2 separate regions of the Anser cygnoides genome follow, and region 1 is linked to region 2. Evidence: chromatin contacts called from public Hi-C data. All regions are on one chromosome and are shown on one strand. Each heading gives the region's core, a stretch centred on a gene start, on an enhancer-like site or on the middle of the called end of the contact. The rest is flanking DNA. Distances are from core to core; before and after follow the strand shown.

The links. Hi-C and Micro-C count contacts between places; a contact is called where the count stands out from the background.
Region 1: a contact with region 2 is called in a Hi-C map of liver, with 2.2 times the contacts expected there. The contact joins the enhancer-like site here to the promoter of ADAP1 in region 2. A contact is called at or near these places in 3 of 7 Hi-C or Micro-C datasets (granulosa cells and liver).

What each region holds. Positions count from the first base shown.
Region 1 is chr15:6,330,433-6,335,489 of Taihu_goose_T2T_genome, reverse strand. It overlaps DNAAF5 (dynein axonemal assembly factor 5), which reads left to right. Exons shown (of 13, transcript XM_066977469.1): 10 at 1,828-1,978; 11 at 3,289-3,445; 12 at 4,826-5,017. Among named protein-coding and RNA genes, the nearest start is that of SUN1, 9.0 kb to the right of the region's middle. Within about 2 kb of position 1,504, at least 1 of the 3 cell types and tissues checked has open chromatin away from gene starts, as enhancers often do.
Region 2 is chr15:6,206,866-6,212,221 of Taihu_goose_T2T_genome, reverse strand. It overlaps ADAP1 (ArfGAP with dual PH domains 1), which reads right to left and starts at 3,261. Exons shown (of 12, transcript XM_048063642.2): 1 at 1-3,261. COX19 (cytochrome c oxidase assembly factor COX19) reads right to left here and starts at 5,053. Exons shown (of 3, transcript XM_066977484.1): 1 at 4,874-5,053; 2 at 4,628-4,739; 3 at 3,432-3,970. The coding sequence starts at 5,036. The coding sequence ends at 3,883.

The sequences.
Region 1 (5,057 bases), core at 255-2,754, 130 kb before region 2:
TAGAACAAGACTTCTCACAAATAGCATAGCATTCTGGTTAACATAATACTGATGGAATAATACTGATGGAATTTACCTCTATGTTTTGACAGGTTGTTTTTCTTTACAGTTTAATAGAGGGCTTTATTAAGAACAGAAGCAGCTACTGATCAGATAGCCCAGAACTGCTTTGGAGCTGCTTTGGAATGATGGCGATCATTAGTTACATTTTTTCTGGCAACTTTTTGAATGGAAAATTATTCACTCAGGAATGTGTTTAAAATAGTAAATCTAAAGGTTTTTGACAAATTCAGATGTGTCTAATGGGACTTCAGATTTCTTGTTATTACTGAATCTTAAGTGCCATCTGCTGGACAAGAAGCAAGAACTAACTTTCTGAGACACTGCTCCTTTCTTTAGCCAGGTGACTAAGCAGCAGACAGGTACACATATTTTCATCATGTAGAAGATCAGAGGTTGTCAATTTTGTGTATGTGCAGTAGATAACAAAAGTCTGGCAGGCTAGCTAATCATACTTCAGTGACACAGTGTAACTGCAGTGGGGAAAGGGTAGTTAAAGGAAAGAAGTAAATACAATTACATTTGTGATTACATTGATATAATATTATTGTGGGAAATTTTACCATCGCTGGATGATTTTTTGTTAATTTTGTTTGTGTTTTTAAAAAAGAAGTTAAAAGGTACTTAGCAATAATTGTTTGTTGTCAACATCTGCCTGTTACATTCCTCCTGTGGCTTGGCACATCTCTGTGGGAGCCACTTACTCATCCTGGCATTGTAGGACTCTTAGAAAATCAGCAACAGCTTCTTCCCTTTCTGTCAAGCACTAGGGTGGTGATGTGCTGTTTTGCACTCAGGTGGCTGCAGTCCAGGTCTGCTGGAAGTCTGAATAGAGTGGGATGTGAGTCAAGGTAGATTTAGCCTGTTAATAGTCAATCTGTTTTGCACACTGCCAGCTGCTCTTTAAAGCACCGAGGCAAAGTGAATAACCAGAGCCGTAATTATCTACTGACAGGCCAGGCAGACATGGCTTTCTTAATGCAGAAAAGTCTTTTTAAACTTGTGTGTAAGATTTATATCTTTCTTTCTTAATTTAAAATTGTTTGAGATGAAATCAAATGGGTATGAGGGAATGTTGCCTCTTGCAATTTTTGATTCTTGCAACAGCTTTTAGTATTGTAACAACGCAGTCAATAGAGGATCAGGAAAAGACATCAGCAAAAATATCACAGATTTGTACGTTTGTAATGAAAGCAAACTGGTATTGGGACTGGCACCATTTAAAAATCCTACAGACCTCACATCCTTGAGGGAGACAAGTTTCTGAGCCAAGGGAAAGCTGAAGTATTCTGGGTAGACTCCCTGCAATATCAGTAGTTGTGGTCTCATCAGTAGCTTTCATACTTTTCACATTGTGAATACTTTTAATTGGACAGTCTCAAAGGGCCTTACAAATATTAATGAATCCTCACAGCATTCACATGGAGTGTTATCTCCACTTCACAGACGGAGAAAATGAGACAGAGAGAAGGTAAGTAGTTTACCAAGATAACACAGTGAGTCATGGGCATCGTCTGAAGTGGAAGAAAGTCTAGGCTCCCCTTCCCATGAATGTTAGGTATTTGTTTAAATATTGCCTTGAAAAATTAAGTTATGAAAGGCTTATCACATACATTATAATCATGTTGGCTTATAAGTTTTGTGTGTGGTTTTTTTTTTTCCCCTTTTCTGCTTGTTTCTATGACAGAAAATTCTCTTTTACATCCTGTCAGTCTCTTTACCACTTTCTCATGAACCTTTATTTTGTTTTCTTATTTTTGGCTCCAGGCTGTTCCCTAGCTACCTTGAGACTGTGATAAAAGACATGCTGGCTCCTAATCTGCAGTGGCATGCTGGAAGAACAGCAGCTGCCATCCGCACTACAGCTGTATCATGCCTTTGGGCTCTAATTCACTGTGAAACACTTTCACCAGAAGAGGTAAATTCTCTCTTTCTCATCAAGTGTACTTTGAAATCTTAGGCAGGAAAACAAAATAAATGCAAGGGAAAAAAAAAGAATAAATCCTTATTGTAAGTAGGATTTTCATATGGATGTATAGTTTTCGTAATAAAATTAATTGCAACTGAGTACTAATAACTGAAATGATCTGAAGTGAGGAGACGATGATATCCTGATAAAAGACCTGAGACCTGCTATATGGTATGCTGTAGAACTTGCCGTCATAAAATTTTGTAGATCTGTTCTAGCATAACACCGGTTCTGAGACACCAAACACTCAGGCCCTTGACATAACTGGCCCCTTAGCCAGTACGTGCAGAGCGGCACTGGAGCTAGCCAGTACATGCTTTTGTGTAATGTGGTGAAGACAACTTGTCTGGTTGCCTTGGAGCCCACAGGTCCATTTAGGAAAAAAATCTAAAAGATTCCTGGAAAGGGCAGGAGGAGCTGAGATGGAACTTGAAGGGTATCTATAGAAACTGAAATAGAGAGCTGGCAAGGAGTATGCTTAAAGAAATGTTAGGTGCTGTAGTGATCAAGGATTAATTGAATCTGAGGAGGTTTTAGAAGCTTGTTTGCTAGCAAAAATGGCATTTGTAAGGGAAAATGTTCAATGTAAGGACACTTAAAAACAAATGGACTTAAAATATTATTAAATGCTTATAGTCTTTATTGCCTTTATAACAGACCTTAATTGAACAGAATGCTTAAACACATGTAACTGGTTGATATCACATATACGAAAACAACATCAGAGACTACTGTTGTATTTAAATGTTTTTCTGAATCAGTGGGGGACCTAAATGGCCTTTTACATTAATGTATATGAAATGTACATATTAAAGTCAAATAATGAAACTCACTAAAAATGTTGTTTTAAAATAATCTTTATTTGAAAGCTTCCTTTTAGAATAAGAGCACCATCTACTGGTACATACACATAATCCTCATCTCCAAATTACTGAAAGTCTTGCCAAGATTTTTTTTTTAATAAAAAGACAAGCAAGTCTAACGCTTTTACAGATAATGTAAAACTCATGCATGTATACCGAGTATTCATGAAATGGCTGTTCTATTGGTGGATTTTCATTTCCCAAGCTTCCTTAGAGGCAAAAATGATGCTGTGTAATGTCAAGAGATTCAGGTATAATTATAGTTAACTTTATCTTTTTAAATTGTACAAGCCAGTATCTGTGAGATCAAATGACAACTGATGTAACCAATAAGCATATTGTTTTAGAGTGACTGAAAAGCTGTTGTTCTTCTTATGCTTTCCTTGTTAATTCTAGATCTTGAAAGTCAAAGATGCGCTAATGCCCCAAATTATTGCTGCCATGGATGAAGACTCTAAAATTAGTCGACTGATGGGTTGCTGTATTGTTGGTGTTTTTTTAAAAGTCTGTGGGAGGCAGTTTGATGAAGACCAGCTTACCAAGACTTACCCAGGTAAGTGTAAGAATTTAGGGGTTTGATGATGGAGGCATGTCTTCATATTGAAGAATTACACTTACTTTTTCTCCTGAAGTGTCATAGAAGCTTTGTTTGTAATGATAAAAAATCATTGTTCTGGAGCAGTTGGCAGATTTGCTGTGTAGCTTTAGGATTCACTCTTAAGGTTGTCCACCTCACCTGCAGTTTCATTGCAGCTGGTAGCGATGAAAGTACTAACACAGACTAGGAAATGACAGATCTGCTATGTCAAATGGCTTTAATCCTACATAAAGAGCAAAAAAGCCTTTAAACGTGTATTTGAGGTACAAACAGGTGTAGATTTCATGTTGACTTGGTTTCTCAGACATACTTATTTTACTCCCATAAACATATTTTAGTGCTATTTCTCTGTTCTTTTATCTGGTGTTTTAACTCTTTGGGTACTTATTCCCTAGAGTAATTTTATAGATATTAAGGAAGTGGAAAAAGTAGATTGGGAAAAATCATATGGTCAGCAACAGTTTTGTATATGAGAGGCAATTTAACATCTTAATCCTGCAGAGATGAAGACATGATCTGATATTGTCAAGTGAGACTGTATAAAGTATATAAAGTACAGGTATGCATTTTAAAGAATCAAGATGTTAACATACGTGAGTAGGTGTTGTTAAGTGTGACTCCAACAGCACTTGCTTCTTGCAGGCCCTTTCTGTGCTAGCTTTTCAACTGCCATGTTTCGTTTTATTGAGGTATTCTGTTGCTAATGTCATTTTTATGTGCCCTTGCTACCAGCTGAACAGAACTGAGCTGAAGTATTCCCGGTGTTATTATACATTAGACCACTAGATGGAACTTTAGTCAGTATTATTGTCTCCAAGACTTACCAGTGTTTCATCTGCCTTGCTTCCTAGTTCAGACTATGTGAAATAATGTCTCAACTATAGTGAAAGTAGAACAGTAATGCATTATATAAATGGTAGTCACATCGTTCTCCATGTTGTGTGGGGTTGGTTTAAAAAAAAAAAAGAAGAAGAAGAAACTCCTAATCTACAGTGCTGTAATGTCAAATAGAGATATTTTCTCTAAAGCTTATTAGGATGATGTTGGTATGTAGGTAGAGTGTTAACCAACTAATCTAAATAATTTCATACATTTATTTTAATATTTTGACAACATAATTAACTTTTAAAAAACAATCCAATAACAATCCTATGCATGCTTTTAGGAAGAATAAACTCCATGTATTCCACAAGTTCAAAAGACAGAAAGATGTCACATATATAAATGCAACAACAATTTCAGTGATTACAAAATAAATTTGTGTTTTGAAATAAAAATTAAAAGGTAACTTCTCTGTTAGTAGTGATGATGGGTTGTATATTTATTCCTTTTCAGAAGTTCTAAAGCGTTTGGATGATGCTTCACGTGATGTACGACTGGCAGCTGCTCGCACCTTAACTGATTGGTTTAAATGTGTAAAGGACAGTGATATGAAATCTGTAATGAAAAGTAATATTGAGTTTCTGTACCAAGAACTGTTGATACATCTGGATGACCAAGATCAAGATACTCAAAATGCAGTCCTAGGTAAGACTTTCAGCCATATATATTTTTGACAGTGCTTTAC
Region 2 (5,356 bases), core at 2,012-4,511:
GTTTCCAGCACAACCACAGGAGGCTCTCTTTGTATAGGCTTTTTTTTTTTTAAAGGAACTCGCAGAGCCTTGGAAATGTTTATTAAACCCTTTCTTCCTTGTTCTGCAATTCATTGCCATTGTTTGGAGATACACCTAAAGCTCAAGGTCTCCCAGGAAGACGTAAGGAGGGCTGGCTTGCAGCAATGTTCTCTTTCTGTAAATAACTGCAGCGATCAAGGTTAAACTCTGTGGTTGAATTGATTCTAATCTGAACAAAGAAAGGCAGTATGTGCTCTAAGTGCCAACACGCAAAGCTCTGCTGACCTGGAGCCCTCTGGGGATTCCCTGGGACACGATCCCAAGCAGCAGAGTGCCTCCTTATTGTGTGAGGTGGTTTGGCTGAAAAAGAGCTACAGGAAAGACTATTACAGCCCCCTCACTTATTGATTTCTATTGTTGTGTTAGCAGCTCACAGAGATCTTCACGGCAAGATAGTCAACGCCTCCTCCTGCTCTGGGCTCTCCCTTCCACACCTGTACAACTACAACCAGACCGGCAGTTTGTACATTAAGCCGAGAAGAATCTCATTTTGCAGCTGTTTGCATTTCTCCAAGTCCCAGGGTCTGTCAGCAGGGGGTGCTTCACGGCAGCCTTTGGCAGGCAGCACTGGTGCAGGCAGGGACGTTCACCCACTTCTCGTGAAGATGAATGCACTTGTGTGGGCCTTACCTTGCTCCTGGTACCACACGTAGCACAGCAGCTCGTTAACTCCAAACAGCTACATAAAGAAATCAGCTCCCAAACAACGCTGCCTACCCTGTACCACACACGCCTGAGCCTCAGCTCACCGTTTCCAGAATAAACTTACCCGGCCCGGTGTCAGCTTCTGGAGAGCTTCCTCCTTGGTACGGGAACAGGAAAACTTACCTACAAACGTACGACTTTCCTTTGGCTTAAAACACTGCTGTCATTTAAAAGAACAAACCTGGATCCCACAAGCAAAGCTAAAATAAACAGGTTTTAGTGAAAGGTTTTAATTAATGACCCATGTGTTGGCAGGAATAAATTAAAGAGCATTCCGGGAACTTCTTCCAAATGACTCCGGTGTTGCAGGCACATGTCCCCAGAGCAAGTTGGAATTGTTTGACCCCAGGCTGTGCACTGATTAATGACCTGTTTTTCCATCGCTTCTTAGTTGCATTAGATCTCAATCAAGACCAACTGATAGCCCCCTCCTGCTTTGAACTTGTCACACAATTCCACTGAACACATTATCTTCTCCAGTTAATGCCCTACAGCTAGAAAATACGTGTCTGTCAGCTCCCTGAGTTTTCAGCTATCCGCTCACAGCCCTTGGTCTCGTCCTGGTGCAAAAGGGCCAGCGCCATGAAGCTGACTCACCGTGCTGGGAGATGGGATGAAATCTACTCGTGGATCTACACAGGGCAATGTTTTCTTCAGAGTGGTGAAAGGTGCAAAATTCCCACCCCGGTGTTCCCCGTCAGGATGGCAATTACTACTTCTGTAGTTATTTTGCGAAGGATGGAGCACACTCTGCCCGTTTTGGTGGCTCAGCAGCAGTCAGCCCGTGCTACGTGGGGTCCTGCTGGCTACATCACCAGGACACTACGGGAAGGCTCCAGGCCTACAAGCAGCACCCAGCACTGTTGGGTTTGGCATGGCACGCAGTTTTGGGGAACTACCTTTGTTCCCACCAGCCCTCCTGCAATGGGTCCAAAACTGAGGCCTTGGACACTATTAAAAAAAAAAAAAGAGGCTCCTCTCTCAGCACGTCATCTCAGTTCATTCAAACAGCAGCTATCACTCCAGCTCAGCAGCCGAAATTCAGTCAGACAAGACTTGAAAAACATTACCCCTCTTACTCTGCAGTAACCTGGACGACAGCATCAACTTTCCCAGGAAAAACCTGGGCTGAAATCGTGAAGTAACTGTTGGGTCACATCAGCGTGCAGAGCGACACAGAGAGATGTAACGACCACTGAGAACACCCTGAATGACTCCACCACCACTGGTGGGTTTTCAATCCCTTGTAGGTATAAACGTCACTTCATAATAATTAAGGATCATGGAAGCGTGAAATTTGATTTCTTTCTTCTGAAGATGCAGGAGATTATTTTAATAATTCTTACTCAGTATCACCAACAGAAAGCTCTTGTTCAGTGGTTTAATATAAAGCCTTTTAATATCTGTTTCAGCAATAAAATCTCTGCTTTCTATAAATGTACTAATATCACCAGAAGATACAATTTAACCAGTGGAATGAAGCAGAATAAAAATATGCAGCAGGGACCGAACATTCTTTTCAAATGGGGACCTGCTCTGAACTATCTGTAGTCTGTTCAACCAGATTAGACCCAAGCAACAATTTAAATCTCATCTCCACCCCTCAATATGAAGAGCAGAAAATATTCCTTCACCCTTTCCTGGATGTCTAGGAACACAGAGATGCAGAGAGAGGAGCAGAACCAAAAAGAGTAGAAACAGAGCATAGAAATGGCAGGATGGATCAAACAGAGGACACCAAATAAAGGAGAGCGTAAAACTGCCTTGGCAAACCGTGTGCGCGTCCCTATCTGCAGGCCCTGCCCCTAAACCTTGCTGTTGGGAGAGCAAGATACAGAAAGAAATGATTTGATGGGTTTAAAACAAACAAACAAAAAGGGTGTGGTCTGGAAAGACAGTGAAAATACATCCAGAAGATTTGTGAATCTATTGACTGCCTGAAACACATTTCCAGGGGAGCTAACAGGCCAAGTTATTTTGGCCTAAACTCAGTATCAATTAAGAAAGACTCATTTGCATTAAAAATAGTATTAGCTCTGATAATTTATGGTAAGTTGTACAAACACCTTCAAGGGATCTCAAAGCCATACTCAGATGTGATTTAAAATCTACCGTACAGGCTGGTGCATCGCATTCTCAAAGTAAGGGCTGCACCTATGTGTTTTGGAATGAAATACTCTATTTCCTAGATAAATAGCTTCAATCTATTTAAGATTTTTTGTTTGGTTTTGACATAACTCATGTTTTTAAAAGAAAAAGTCCAGCCACATTTATAAGTACAACTCACGTTTACTTCGAAGACTAATAAGCATCATTGCCATCTGCACTCCGATGACCGACGGATGTGAAAAAGCATACGGCAGCTCTGAGTGAAGAAATGAAGATGCACATAATGAACACCTGCTGGTTAAGTGATGAAGTAAAGTTAGGTGAACATTGTTGGCACAGCAAAAAAAAGCAAAATCACTACTGGCGACCCAACTACAGACTCGTGTCTGGAATTACAAATAATCTGCCAACAGCAATGAAGGTAAGAAGACTGGAAGAAAGACCCACAAAAAACAAACCCAAGTATTTTCTATAGCTGGGTGAGAAGGAGATCAGCCTAAAGGTAGGAATTAATTCCAGTATTTAATAAAAAGCAATTTGCAAGTACCACAACAGCTTTATTTCCACCTGACAAGTAACTGCTGTAAGCATACTAGTAACACCACATGTAAGACTACAGTTCGAGATCTACACAATAAAGGTGGGGGGTTTTGTTTGTTTGCTTTTGTTTTTTAAAAACAAGAGTTTACTGTTTTTGCAGAGGCGTGGAGAACACTTCAGGCAGCAGTTGTTTTCTCCCAGGTAAAGTTCTCATGGATCTTCAAGAGTAGACTAGAGAATTTAAAAGAAAAAAAGCTAAGAAATACTTCAGGAAAGTAAACAAAGGCAGTCCTTTCCGAAGTGAGCAAAATGTTATTTTAGGAAAGAATATTTTGGAAGAAAGGTTCCGTCACGAAACACTTCCTATTGCAATACGCACAGAAGTACAATATGTACTACGTAAGAGTTGTGCTTTCCATACACGAAGAGCAAAGTTGTCTTTCTTCATTATGACTTCTCAGGTTTTGCTTCTGATTTCTCATCTATCAGATCTTTAAATCCCAATTTTTCCAGTGGTTCGTTAGCCATAAGTTGCCTAAGTTAAAAACAACAGAACAAAAACGTTTTGCAGAACACAGTCTGTAACCAAGAGAACAACAGCATTTTCTATTTCACTTCGTGTTATTTCCTGTAAAGAAATCCAAGACATCTGTAGAGTGACTGTCACTTGGCAAAGCCTCAGAAACCTCAGTCTGGGGAAAGCAACATTCACACACATACACATATATACGTATATATATACACATACACACACAATCGGAAAATTGCTGTTAAAATGAGTGTGTTGTTGTCTTCTGATATTAGATATTGAAAGAGTTTTCTCAGAAGCTGACCTTTTGGTTAACTTAATTAACAGACTCTGTAAGAGCTTACTAAGATTCTACTTGTGTCATTTACTGCATTTCTAAGCGAACGTGGTTTACAACATCGGTGGTGCTATTATACTTTGCTGCTGTGCTTTTCCCGTTTGGGTTTGCAGCCTCACCACCTGCCCATGCAATACCCGGGTATCTCAGCGCCCTTAGTAACACCCCCGTCCGTTTCCCGAAGGGCGCCCAGCCTCACCACAGAGCAGAACCCACTGCAAATCAAAGCCAGAACGGCGACACCCCTTTAAAAACCAAAGGGCGCCGCGGTGGGGCCGGGGGGAAGGGGCAGCCGCCCCCCCCCGCGGGAGCCCCCCGTTACTTGCCTCTCCATGCGGCACTGCAGGTAGGCCATGGAGAGCTCTCGGCAGGCACCGCTCTGGAAGCCGCTGCGGCGGAGGCACTCCATGAAGAGCTCCTTGGAGGCGCTGCACTCCCCTGCAACACAGCCACGGCCGCGCTCACCGCGGGCCCGGCGCGGCGGGGCCAGGCTGAGGCCCGGCGCTAGGCCGCGGGGGTAGGCCTGAGGCCCGTGGCCAGGCCGCGGGGAGGGCAGGCCCGCCGTAGCGCACCGAAATGGTCCAGGGGGAAGGCTCCTTTGTCCGGGGGGCGCGGCTTGAAGCTCTTGGCGCCGAAGTTCATGGCGGTGGACATGGTGCGAGCGGCACCGGACCGGGACCGAGCCGAGAACCGGGACCGGGCCGGGCCTGCGCCGCTATGGAGCGCCGAGCGCATCGAGCGGGCCACGTGACCGCGGAAGGCCGGTCCCCGTTGCTATGGAAACGGCATCGCCATGGCAACCGCGGCGCCACCCGCGCGGGTCGTCATGGAGACCGTGCCGCCGGCCGCCATGTTGGCTGGGCCCCCCGAGGGGGCGGGAAGGGCAGGCCGGTGGTGCTCCCTGCGGCCGGGGCCTGACGCGCCTCATTGAAATAAAGTGTTTTGTTCTCCTGAAGCTGTTGTTGTTGTCATAAATCGCCCCCCATCGGGGGGAGCACTGGTCATGGGGAAGCTGCCTATAGAAGGAGGGGAGGAGGGTGGAGATGGTTTATTTT